Linked DNA regions of Oryctolagus cuniculus: region 2 is linked to region 1. The links are chromatin contacts, called in public Micro-C maps. All regions are on one chromosome and are shown on one strand. Each heading gives the region's core, a stretch centred on a gene start, on an enhancer-like site or on the middle of the called end of the contact. The rest is flanking DNA. Distances are from core to core; before and after follow the strand shown.

Region 1 (6,456 bases), core at 2,638-5,137:
TGGTCTCTAGCCTCTCAGTCTTTCAAATTGAAATGACCAAAAAAAAAAGGAAGAAGGAATCCTTAAATGCCACTGTCACTGATCGGAGCCCGGAGTGAGCATCAGATCCCGAGGGCCTAAGCACCTGTGTTTTATAAAAGCCAGCAAGGAAAACCACTGGCAAAAATGTGAAATGTGTACACAGAAACAGAAAAATCCAGGATCACAGTAAGTTTAGACTCACCCTAACAGGTAAGCTGACGCCAGACCACCTGCTTACTGGTGAACTGAACCTGCTGTTCGGCAAAAGGAAAGCGGGACCATGATTCAAGTATGTCAAAGTGATTGTTTAAACACTGTAGATGACAGGTACGTTAAAGTCGGTAAAAGAATAAGAATGAACAAATCCCATCTCCCAAACAACGCCGAACAAATACCACACACAAATCAGAGCAAAAAACTAGACAAAACCCATGCTCGGTTCTTCAGCTAGTGGCTCCCCGTGACTGGAAAGCTCGAGCGGGGCCTCTGGAGAGCTGGGCAGGTTCCTTATCTTGCTCTAGGCGCTGGTTTAACCAGTGTGGCCAGTCGGTGAAAATTCATCTCACCTTCCACAGGTTTATTAGTCTCCAACAGAAAATGTTCATGAAGCCAAAAAAGGTAAGGCTTGTTTTTTTTTTAAATCGAAGTAAAATCAATTTCATGGCTCAGCAATTACCTAAAATGCTCTCGTTTTGATTTCAGATAAGATTAGCTTATATATTCCAACATTCATGACCAGCCCAAATTTAAAGTTTTGCTTTTAAATATCTTAAGAGTATCCATATAATCACAGAGATAGATATCAAGTTAAAACAATAAAGCTGAAGCAGTCAATATATTTTGGCTAAAGTTTGGAATATGTAAATAACGAAATAAGTAAATTGAAACCTAATACTAACAAGCACAATTGCCTTGGCTCAGGAGAACAGCACTTCCTGCGCCCTCGACAAAGTGATACAGGAGGGAGAGGGTGACCGTCCCAGGCATTACAACCCACAACCCGAAGGCTGAGTTGACAGGGACAGTTACTAGTGTATAAAAACCTAACGGGGTAGGCATTATGTGCTGAAGGTTAAGCCTCTGCTTGGGACGCCCACATCCCAAACCTGGATGGCGCACCAGCTCCTCCACTTCAGATTCAGCTTCCTGCTAATGCACCTGGGAGGCAAGAACAGTCCAAGTACTTGGGTTCCTGCCACCTACGTGGGAGACCTGCATTGAGTCCTAGCTGTTAGGTCTGGCCTGGCGCAGCCCTGGATGTTGCAGACATATGGGGAGTGAACCAGCAGATGGAAGATCTCTTTGCCTTTCTAATAAATCTTTCTTTAAAATGTGACAAAAGAAAAAATATACAGGCTAATCCCCAAAGCCAAAATGTAAAGCAAGCAAAATCCCAGCCCTCTCTCTCCACGTCCTGGAGGTGCCTACGAAAGGGGGCGGGGCAGATTTCCCTATGTGGCTGTGAAGTCAGCAAGTACAGCTCAGAATTAGCTAGCATCTGGACCTTGGCCAGGCCTTGGAAAGTATAGCGAGCACCTCCTGAGGCAAAATACGCACCACAGATGGCTTCAATTACCTGCCATCAAAGAACTTCAAACTGTCTAAATTATGTAAGTACCATCACATTTCAACAAATTCTTCAGGTTATCGTCATCAAAACTAGCCACGGAAAAGCAGCATGTTAACCTGTTTCAGTATACACATTTAGAGCTAACACATATTTGAAAAAACAAAAAGGTACTTTCTCACCGTAACTTCTCACTGCTGTGACTCAGAGCACTAAATGTTAACTGTGTTTGTTTCTGAAGTTCTAGTTTCCGAGTTTTATCCATACAGAAAAGTCTCAAAAACTACAAGCCAAAATGTCCACTCAGGTATACGTTTTCTTCATTTTCCTTTTTTTTTCCTAAAATGTCTACAGTGTTACTTTTGTCCCAAAGGCAAAAAGACCTAAAGAAAAATGCTTAACACCAAGATTCCAAAGTGTAAAGCATTTAAAAAAAAGTTGAATACTTTCTAAAATCTAAGATACTTCTACTTCGCTTTTTCATCACAAGAACAAAACAGAGTTTCACACACAGCCTGCTCGGGTCAGCACAGCTCAGTCCTTACACAGGGCCCAGGCCCCTTTCGGTAGGAAAACAACATACTGCAGACACGCTGGGCGTTTCCATCAAGGTGAGCTGTAGTTCTCGACTTTTATCAGGAGTCCACCAACAGTAACATCTGCTAAGTTTCCCTAAACCTTCGATTTTTTTAAGAATGAAACTTTTTTGCCTATCTTGGTGAATTTGGAAAGCTTTCTGAAAATCAAAACAAAACTTCAAGATACTTTTGCGTCTGACTCAAGACAGCTGTCTGAGGTTCCCACACCGGGATAAAGCGCTTCAGGGACCACCTTACAGCCATGACTTACAGAACACCCATTCCCCTGCCTCAGCTCCCACGCCTGCGTCTGGCTTTCAAAACACCCATCTGTAGATGGATAGATACATGATACACAGAGCGAAAGGTTCACTATAGGATGAGAAGTGTGCACACACGTACACACCCACTGGCATTTTTTTCACCTTTTTATGTGAAAATTCTGGATACTGGGGTGAAATACAATCCTTTTCAAAAGCAGAACACAAAACAAATATTTTTCACAGCTTCACCCTACCTAAAGCTTTGAGGTCCTACGTCAAAAGCCCTCACTTCTCCAGCACCTCACAAAAAAAGCTCTTAAGACGGCCAAAACCTCGAGAACCGTCAGAACCGATCAAATTTAGAGCGATACTAAAAAAATAAGCTGTCGCCCAAACCAAGTTGAACTAAAAAGTCATTTTGTAGGGTTCCTGAGAACTTTGTCGACTTTACTTCGTAACTTTTTTTCCTCATTACCATTTCACCGAATTGTTAATTCCAAATAGTACGTCTTTAAAACAAACAAAATTCCCCAGCAAACAGGATCTGTGGACCCTCCCTCCCAGGTCCAAAATAACCCGAGAAGTTGGGGGTGCTGGTGGTTCCAGGTGCGGCTGTTCACAACCGGGTGGTCCCCAGGCTGGAATCGCGCCTGAGGTCTACACCGGTTAAACGCGCAGGGAGAGGCGAGGAGGGCGTCGCGAGGAAGAGGGGAGGAGAAATCCAACACTCTGAACGCCGAGGGCCAGGAAAGCCCTGGGCCGCGCGCAGCGGGGCCACCAACTCCACCGCGCCTCGGGGGCCAGGGGTGCGCTCCCGGGCGCGCGGCTCCGGCGGGAGCAGCGCAGGTGCGCGGGCCGGGGGGGAACCGCGCGCCCACCTGGAGCCCACCTGGCGCCCCGGGCCCGCGCCGCCGCCCCCCGCCCCGCCAGCCGCGCCCGCACCTCTCGGTCCTTGAGACCCAGCAAGAGCACCTCCTCCATCAGGGTCAGCCGGGTTTCCTTGGAGTCGCCCTTGTCGTCGTCGTCCTGCTCGTCGCGGCGGCTCTGCGCGTCGTCCTCGCCGCTGCCGCCGCCGCCGCCCGCCGCCCTCTCCTTGTCGGCGGCGTTGCGGGAGGCCTCGGTGCGCCGCTGCACCAGGCCCGAGCTGCGCTGGGTCAGCGAGGTCATGGCTCCGGCCGAAGCGCCGCGCGGGCCGAAGAGGGACGCGGGTCCGACCGGGTCGCCCTCCTCCTCCCCCCGCGGCCCCTGACCCGGGCTTCCGTGTTAGATCCGGATGCTGGGGCGACGTCCGTCGGCTGCGGGGCCGGGGGCGGTCATGGGGAATTAGGCTGAGCTTCGGCGAGGAGAAAGAGGGGCGCTTTCCTGCCTGCGGCCGCGGCCCCTAAAACTGCCCAAGCTCCGAAGCGGAGGCGGCGGCGGCGGCGGCGGCGGCGCCTTTCCAATATGGCGTCGCCGGCTGACGTCACCGGAGGATGTGGCAGAGTCGGCGCAGCGAGGGCCCGGAAGGCGCCGGAAGCAGCGGATGGGATCGGCTGCCGCCGCCGCCCACCGGCTCCCCGGCTTCGGGTGCCGGCCTTTTTTTCCGCGTGCCCTCCGGCCCCGGCCTGAGGCCTCGGGCCGGTGACGTGTCCGCGTCACGTTCGCCCCAACTTTCGTCCCTTACGATCCGGGATGGAGCCAGCGCGTCGGCGAGCGTGCGCGCGCGCGAGTCTGGAGAGCTGAGGCCGCGCAGGGGTGGACCCCGCCGAGCCTCGAGCTGTGCCCGCCGCACCTCGGTCCGCGGAGGGCCCGGGCCGCCGGGACCCCGTCTGGACTGGCAGGAGGGACTGTGCTCGCCGCCGCTGGGGCGCGAGAGGGCGCGCCCGGACGCCCTGATGCCTGGGGAGGAGCGGCTGCGCCTTCTGGGGGCAGCCGGGCTGGGACGCAGGGACTAGTTTAATGTGCAAAACTTTCCTCTCCCACTCCGACTTGCGCTGCGCGGTGGCCGGAGTGCCCCGCACAGCTAGTGGCGCGCACGGCCGCACGCGCGACCTTTACGGTCTTTTTATGGAGACAATAAACCTGTTGGGTTTCGTGCCACGTCTCTGCCCGCGTAATGACTAGGTTTCAATCCTCTTGGCGTGCTGCACAGTTTTGTGCAAATTACGTTAAAGGTTAGCTGTCACACTGCGAGAGGTAGGGCGGGGGCGGAAGGGTGGCGTGTGTAAAGTACCACGTTGTTGTGCGCCATCCAGTATTAGGATCAACAGTGACCACAGGCTGGAGCTGTGCTTTGGTTAGGGTCTTCCCCCTCCATGAACCCGGCATCCCGACCTGCAGTAGCCCCAGAACGCGATGCAGGCCCGGGGCACAAGGTCAGTGCCAAGTCCTCCCCTCTTTGCTGGCCGCCCAAAGGTCAACTTCTCAACCAGGTTCTCCCACTCACATCCTCTTCCAGTTCTTTACCAGATAGCTTCAAATTTGTTTCTTTGTAAAAGAAATGTAATCACTACTGGATTAATAGAGTCCAATACCTACGCCAAGACAAAGGACATGAAGATGTGTATAGTGAAGCTGTCCCTCCCAGCACTGTCTGGTTCCCCACGGCCAGATTTTCAAATATGCCAACAGGTCCTGTGATTCGCCTTCCCTTGCATGTGAGTTTCTTAGGACAGATAGAACGTGGGCAGCGCGGGCTGGCTGGGTGTCACTTCTCAGAGCGGGTCACAGGAGTCTTCGCAGCAACTTTCTCGCCTTCCTGCCCTCTCCCATTCACTCTGGGAGAAACCCAAAGCCAGATCTTACAGACATCCAAGCCCCCTTAGGCAATGGTCAGCCCTGTGAGTGACCCATCTCAAGCAGATCTTCCAGTCCTTCCTCATGTCTTCCTTGAAACCTGGTGAGAGATGCTGAGCCAGTCCCACCCAGTGGGGCCATTCTCAAATTCCTGTCCTGCAGAAACTGAGACAATAAATATTTGTTGGGCAGGTGTTGTGGCACAGCAGGTTAAGCAGCTGCTTAGGATGCCGAATGCCCAATGGGAGTGCTTGGTTTCAGTCCTGGCTTGTCTGCTTTCTCATCCAGCTTCTTGCTAATGCACCTGGGAGACAGCAGATGATGGCCCAGGTACTTGGGTTCCTGCCACCCATGGGTGAGTTCCTGGCTCCTGGCTTCCGCCTGGCCTATTCCTGGCTGTGGCTGGCATTTGGGGAGTGAACTGGCAGATGGAGTTTTCTCGGTCTTTGTCTCGCTGTCATTCTGCTTGTCAGATATAAATCTTTAAATGAACACTTACTGTAGACTGCTAAATTTAATTTGTTAGGCGGTAACAGATACCAAAATACTTAGCATGTGCAGACACACAAATAGGTAATCACTAATACGTGTATTACCTCTCAGATCTTCCCAGAGATTTTTAATGCATATTTAAGCAAATAAGAACATATGCTTTTCTTCCATTTTATACTAGTTATAGCACACTATATAGGGTTTTTGTAGATTTATTTATTTATTTCAAAGGCAGCGTTACAGAGAGGCAGAGAAAGAGAGACAGAGAAAGGTCTTCCATATGCTGGTTCACTGCCCAATTGGCCACAATGGCTGAAGCTGGGTCCACCTGAAGCCAGGAGCTTCTTCCGGGTTTCCCACGTGGGTGCAGGGGCCCAAGGACTTGGGCCATCTTCCACTGCTTTCTCAGGCCGTAGCAGAGAGCTGGATCAGAAGTGGAGCAGCAAGAACTCCAACCGGTGCCCACATGGGATGCCAGCACCGCAGGCAGCAGCTTTACCCTCTATGCCCCAGTGCCGGCCCAGACGTTACATAGTTTTGTATCTTGACTTCTTTGCACCCACTTGGTGTTAGAGAGCAGTGTATGTCAGTTCCTAAGAGCCTCTCCAGCTGCATCACATCTGCTGGGCAAACACATACCAAAACCCCCTGCTGATGTCTGTGCAGGTTGTTTCCAGCCCTTTGCTGTTATAAACAATGCTGCAATAAAAATTAGTCTTGTCCATAAAAATATATGCTCATAGACTAGAGGCGTACCAGT
Region 2 (6,456 bases), core at 2,783-5,282, 150 kb after region 1:
CAATAGGTCTGCTCTGATTTCATCATCATTTAAAAAAATCATCTATTATTTTTCACTTTATGTTTCTGTGTGGGAGCAAACTGTTGAAATCCATACTTAATGTATACTAAGCTGATCTTCTGTATATTAAGATAATCGAAAATGAATCTTGATGTGAATGGAAGGGGAGAGGGAATGGGAAAGGGGAGGGTTGTGGGTGGGAGGGACGGTATGGGGGGGAAGCCATTGTAATCCATAAGTCGTACTTTGGAAAATTATATGCATTAAATAAAAGTTAAAAAAAAAAAAAAAAAAAAAAAAGATCTGATCAGCCAAGGATAAGTTTATTACCAAGTGCAGGTATCATTACATTGGAAGGCATAAAGGTTGTTCTAGTGTACCAGTCCTCTGCCACAAAAAAAGGCCAGCTGTTGGCCAGCGCCGTTGCTCACTAGGCTAATACCCCGCCTTGCAGCACCGGCACACCAGGTTCTAGTTCCGGTCAGGGCGCCGGATTCTGTCCCGGTTGCCCCTCTTCCAGGCCAGCTCTCTGCTGTGGCCAGGGAGTGCAGTGGAGGATGGCCCAGGTGCTTGGGCCCTGCACCCCATGGGAGACCAGGAGAAGCATCTGGCTCCTGCCATCGGATCAGCGCGATGCACCGGCCGCAGCACGCTGGCCGCGGCGGCCATTGGAGGGTGAACCAATGGCAAAAGGAAGACCTTTCTGTCTCTCTCACTGTCCACTCTGCCTGTCAAAAAAAAAAAGGGGGGGGGGGGTTGCTGTGATTTCCCAGCTAGTAAAAGCCATAGAGAGAAAGAAGTGATGGGGGCCGGCGCTGTGGCATAACAGGTAAAGCCACCGCCTGCTGTACCGGCATCCCAAGTCCTTGGGCCCCTGCACCCACAAGGGAGACCTGTTAGAGGCTCCTGGCTCCTGGCTTTGGATCAGCACAACTCCGACCACAGCAGCCAATTGGGGAGTGAACCAGCAGATGGAAGACCTTTCTCTTTCGGTCTCGCCTCGCTCTCCTTCTCTCTTTGTGTAACTCTGAATTTCAAATAAATAGGTAAATCTTTAAGAAAAAAAAAGTGATAGCAAGGCACACACTAACAGCAGTAAGGACAAGGACAATATGAAGGAAAGGAGAGTAGAGACAGTAAATAACAGTCTTCAGAAATTATTCTAAGAGCCGGTGCCGCGGCTCACTAGGCTAATCCTCCGCCTTGCAGCGCAGGCACACCGGGTTCTAGTCCCGGTCGGGGCGCCGGATTCTGTCCCGGTTGCCCCTCTTCCAGGCCAGCTCTCTGCTGTGGCCAGGGAGTGCAGTGGAGGATGGCCCAGGTGCTTGGGCCCTGCACCCCATGGGAGACCAGGAAAAGCACCTGGCTCCTGGCTCCTGCCATCGGATCAGCGCGGTGCACCAGCCGCAGCGCGCCGGCCGCGGCGGCCATTGGAGGGTGAACCAACGGCAAAGGAAGACCTTTCTCTCTGTCTCTCTCTCTCACTGTCCACTCTGCCTGTCAAAAAAAAAAAAAAAAGAAAAGAAAAAAAAGAAAAGAAAAGAAATTATTCTAAGGGCCTCTCCCACTGGGAGAGCCAACCAGACCTGGGGCTCTCAGAGACACATAAGCTCTACCTCAATGCTGCCCCTATGCATCTCCAGTAATATGTGACATCCAGCAGAAGCGATAGCCTTAAAAATACATTGTTTTCGGAGCTGACTCTGTGGCATAGTAGGCTAAGCTTCTGCCTGCAGCACTGGCATCCCATGTGGGCACCAGTTGGGAGTCCTGGCTGCTCCAAATCCAATCCAGCTCTCTGCTATGGCCTGGGGAAGCAGTAGAAGATGGCCCAAGTCTTTGGACCCCTGCACCTGTGTGGGAGACTTGGAAGAAGATCCTGGCTCCTGGCTCCGGACAGGTCCAGCTCCAGCCGTTGTAGCCATTTGGGGAGTGAACAAGCAGATGGAAGACCTCTCTCTCTGTCCCTCTCCCTCTCTCTCTAACTCTACCTCTCAAAGAAAATTTTTTTAAAAAAATACACTATTTTCTCACCTCCCCCCTATCTAAGTTATCTTTTAAAAAACGACCCACAATTTATGCCGGATCCTTGTCTGATGTCACAAAATACTTTCAGAGGCAGTCTACAACAAAGTGTAACATCTACACAGCATGATGTCACTGCAAGGAAACAAAACTGCCAACTCTGAGGATCTGAAAAATGTGACCACTTCGGGCTTCTTTTGGAGCTGAACCACTCCCCTTCCCTTATTATCCCTCAAAGGAAATATATCAGGCACAGTGGGCAGAGGGAAAACATGTCTAATTACAACATGTGCACTTGGTGGATGAAGAATTTGAACGTTCTTGAACTCTAGCCACATTTCAGAAGACTTTCCACTTGTTAAATTTAATCTCACTGAAGAGGAAAGGTTAAAGATCAGTTGCACTTCAACTAGGGCTCTATCAAAAAAAAGACACAAAGAGAAACCGACCACATTACTTACATACAAGGCAAGCCTGCTGAAAAGTTAAGATGTCCCTGACTCCATATTAAGTGCTACCAGAGGAAGTGGTTTTTATTTGAAAATCAGGGCTAAAAATAAGATCCATTTCAAGAGTACACATCTCCTGATTTTGAAGATACATATGCAAAGGCCCCAGGGGGGCTTACAGAACTCAGTAGCACTTCCACAAGTCGCTGACTCATGTGCTGGAGAGGGCAAATCCAACACGAGGGGGCACCTAATCAGGCATGTGGATTAAGCGCTCCTGCTCAGGAAGTTCTCAGTGGGGTCTACAGATTCTGATCTCGCCCACCGTGCCTCCGCCCAGCCACCTGACACACCTCCAACTCCACTACCTTCACGAGGGTTCCCCAGGTCCCTCTACCTGGACTCCTCCTCCCTCAGACTCCCTGTCCTAAGTCTTGGCTCACTGTCATTTCTGAGAGAATGACAGCATGCCTTTTCTCTCCCATGTTCCTTTCCCACCTTCTAAGACACTACAATATGCTATGGCTATAGCTTCCTCCGGCTTGTCTTCCCTTCCTGCCAATTCCAGGAGCGCAGGGATTTCTGTTCGGCTCACTGATGGCCATCTCAAGTGCTCAGAACAGGGCCTGGCACACAGTAGGAGCTCAGACAGTGTTTGCTGAATGAATGAATGAACTTCTTGCCAGTAAAATTCAGGACAGCAAGAGGCGGAGGAGAGGGTGATGGTGATAGGGTGAAATGACGGGGGGTGGGGGGAGAAGCGACCAAAAGCGGGGTGGGGGGTCACAGAGACCCACTGAAGCCGGGAGACCCCTCGGTTTCTAGGCGCAGCGCGGAAGGGAGGTGAGAGCCGCCAACGGCGTCCCGCCGGGGCATCCGACCGCACTTAGAAGCAGGCTGCTGGGACAGGCGGGCTCTCACTCTCCCTGGGAAAACCCAAGGCCAGGACACACACACCTGGGCTGCGGGCCCGCTCGGCGGACCCGGCCAACCGTCCCGGACCCGCCCCTACTCCCTCCCGCGGTGCACCACAGGGCGTCGCGAGCCGCAGTGCCTCCCCACCTCGGGCCCCCCATCCAGTCGCCAGAGAGCCGGGCCCAACGCCGGGGCACCTGCCTGCCCGCGCGAGGGGCCCCACCCAGGCCCGCGGGGAGGCCGCAGCGCCTCACCCCGCCGGGCTCCCCACAGCCGCCGAGCAGGAAACGCCCAGCGGCCCTCCCCAAGGCCGGGCAGGGGCTCCCGGCGCCCCTTACCCCAGCCGCTGCAGCCCCGACGCCCAGCCCGCGCGGCGTCTCCTCACCTCAGGGCGCACGTACGACACGAAGGACGGCTTGGGCGTCTTGGTGCCGCCGCCACCGCCGACTACCCCCTTCCCCAGCATACCGCCACCCAAATTAGCAGCGACGCGCGGGAAGAGAGGCGACGGCTCGGGCAGCGGCGGCGGCCACCAGCACTAGCGACTGGGGCTCCGCCCATCCCCAGGGCCGCCGCAGCGGCGGCACCGCCCGCATCCGGCTCCGCCGCTGACACCGCTCGCCCCGCCCATTCCGCACGCCAGCCCACGCGGCCTCGAGCCGGAGGCCAGAGGCCACGCCCCCAGCTTCGCGGCAGGCCGTTCTGACTGGCCGAGTTTCGCCTTGCGAGATAGGATCCACGCCACTCTTCTCCAGCAAAGCCCGCCTTCTGCGTCCTCTGATTGGCCAGTGATGCCGCCGGCCCAGCCCCTTCTTGAATGAACCTGGAGCGATGTTTCCACTAACCAATCCAGAGAGCCTTCTCTCCGGACTTCCCGGCGATTGGATGGCGAGGATGTCGTCGCCCAGTGATCCCGCGGTCAGTAAGTTGTCTTGGGCAGCAGTTCTGGCAGTCGTGATGTTCCCTTTTCTAGTCGCTTTGGAATAAAACGTCCAAAACTCTGATGTATCAAATCTCGCGTAGGAGTTCCAAACCTACATCAGTGACATTCAAGGTTTACTATTTTAAATGTAGACCCCAAAATCGGACAAACCAAGGGTTAACAGGCACTGAACCACAGGTTTGAGCCATCATAAAAGGCGTTGTCAACTTCATTTGTTCAGTTGTTTGTGTCTGTGATAGAATATAAAAGCCCTAAGAGGCTTATTTTATCTACTCTGCCGGGTTACCAAAACCTTCACTTTAACCCATGACCGCAAAGAAATTTTATTTAAATTCCACATTTGACGCCCAGCACAGAATTAGAAGCAGGTGAATACGACAGAATCCGGCTCTCGAGAAAATCTTTCTAGTGGGAGAAACTGATTTATCCCTGCAGTCAGCTTTCCAGAGGTCAAGCTGACGTGCTGATGATGACCTGGCTTTCCACCCGAGTGATCTCCACGCGCCCCTTCCCAGAGCGGGTTCAAGTAAATAATCAAGCTAAGGGAAAGCGAACGTGCTAGTATTTGCAAACACAAGTTCAAGAAAAGCGCTGTAGCCCCAGGCGGATCGCCACAGTTCAGCCTATCCCCTAGAGCCAGTGAGAAAACCCAGATGCAGGGAATCTGCCCAGGTCTCAGAGGTGTTTGCAGACAGGCCTGTGTCTGTCTGGATTCCAAAGTCCATGTTCTGAACACACTAAAATAAAAATATTAACATCTTAAAGATACGAATTAGGAGACAGCACAAGAAAAGCATGGCTAGTTCTATTTGAAAAAGCCAATTAAGTCTTTATAAACCTCCCCCCCCCTTATATGGGGCCGGTGCTGTGGCATAGCAAGTAAAGCCGCCGCCTGCATGCCGGCATCCCATATGGGCGCTGGTTCTAGTCTGGCTACTCCTCTCTGATCCAGCTCTCTGCTATGGCCTGGGAACGCAGTAGAGGATGGCCCAAGTCCTTGGGCCCCTGCACCTGTGTGGGAGACCGGGAAGAAGCGCCTAGCTTCGGATTGGCCCAGCTCCGGCTGTTGTGACTATTTGAGGAGTGAACCAGAGTATGGAAGACTTCTCTTTCTCTCTCTGCCTCTGCCTCTCTGTAACTCTTTCAAATAAATAAATACATCTTTACAAGACTCCTTATAGTGATGTGAATAATTTTGTGAAAACTAATAATTCCACTTTATATTTCACAGAAGTTTTTAACTTGTCAAAACGCAATGGTAGGGCAAATCCTTATAGTCTGAATAAACTTATCTATTTGAAAGGCAGAAAGTCAAGGTATAGAGGAAATAAGGCCACAACTGGAAACAAGGGAAGGAAATAAGACCCCCCCCCCCCCGCCGCCAACACAAACATTGAAAAATGGCTTGGGCCTTTGCTGTGGCATAGCGGGTGAAGCTGCCGCCTGCAGGGCCGGCATCCCATATGGGTGCCAGTGCTAGTCCTGGCTGCTCCACTCTGATCCAGCTCTCTGCTATGGCCTGGGAAAGCAGTAGAGGATGGCCAAGTCCTTGGGCCTCTGCAACCACGTGGGAGACTTGGAAGAAACTCCTGGCTCCTATCTTTGGATTGGCACCACTCTGGCCATTGCAGCCAGCTGGGGAGTGAACCAGCAGATCGAAGACCTCTCTCTCTGTCTCTGCCTCTCCTTCTCTGTGTAGCTCTGACTTTCAAATAAAAATAAATAAATCTTAAAAAAAAAAAAAGAGGCTGCTCGCAATTAACTAGTGAAGCAGCTGCCCACTGTTATCTTGTCTAGGGAAGGAAGATGTCCTAACTTCTAATATTTGTGACTCCACTCAAATTTGTCCTATAAATCTGCCTCAGGTGTCTCTTTTATACACATTCTGGACCCACCAACCACTGAAGTGTGGTTTTTTGTTTTGTTTTGTTTTGTTTTTTTGACAGGCAGAGTGGACAGTGAGAGAGAGAGACAGAGAGACAGAGAGAAAGGTCTTCCTTTACCGTTGGTTCACCCTCCAATGGCAGCCGCGGCTGGCGCGCTGCGGCCGGCGCACTGCACTGATCCGAAGCCAGGAGCCAGGTACTTATCTTGGTCTCCCATGGGGTGCAGGGCCCAAGTACT

Evidence for each region. Hi-C and Micro-C count contacts between places; a contact is called where the count stands out from the background.
Region 2: a Micro-C map of ear pinna shows a contact between it and region 1, with 2.5 times the contacts expected there. The contact joins the promoter of MTMR12 here to the promoter of GOLPH3 in region 1. A contact is called at or near these places in 2 of 6 Hi-C or Micro-C datasets (ear pinna and an unstated tissue).

What each region holds. Positions count from the first base shown.
Region 1 is chr14:58,309,941-58,316,396 of mOryCun1.1, forward strand. It overlaps GOLPH3 (golgi phosphoprotein 3), which reads right to left and starts at 3,888. Exons shown (of 4, transcript XM_002714100.4): 1 at 3,372-3,888. The coding sequence starts at 3,596.
Region 2 is chr14:58,458,610-58,465,065 of mOryCun1.1, forward strand. MTMR12 (myotubularin related protein 12) reads right to left here and starts at 4,033. Exons shown (of 16, transcript XM_008262096.4): 1 at 3,775-4,033. The coding sequence starts at 3,855.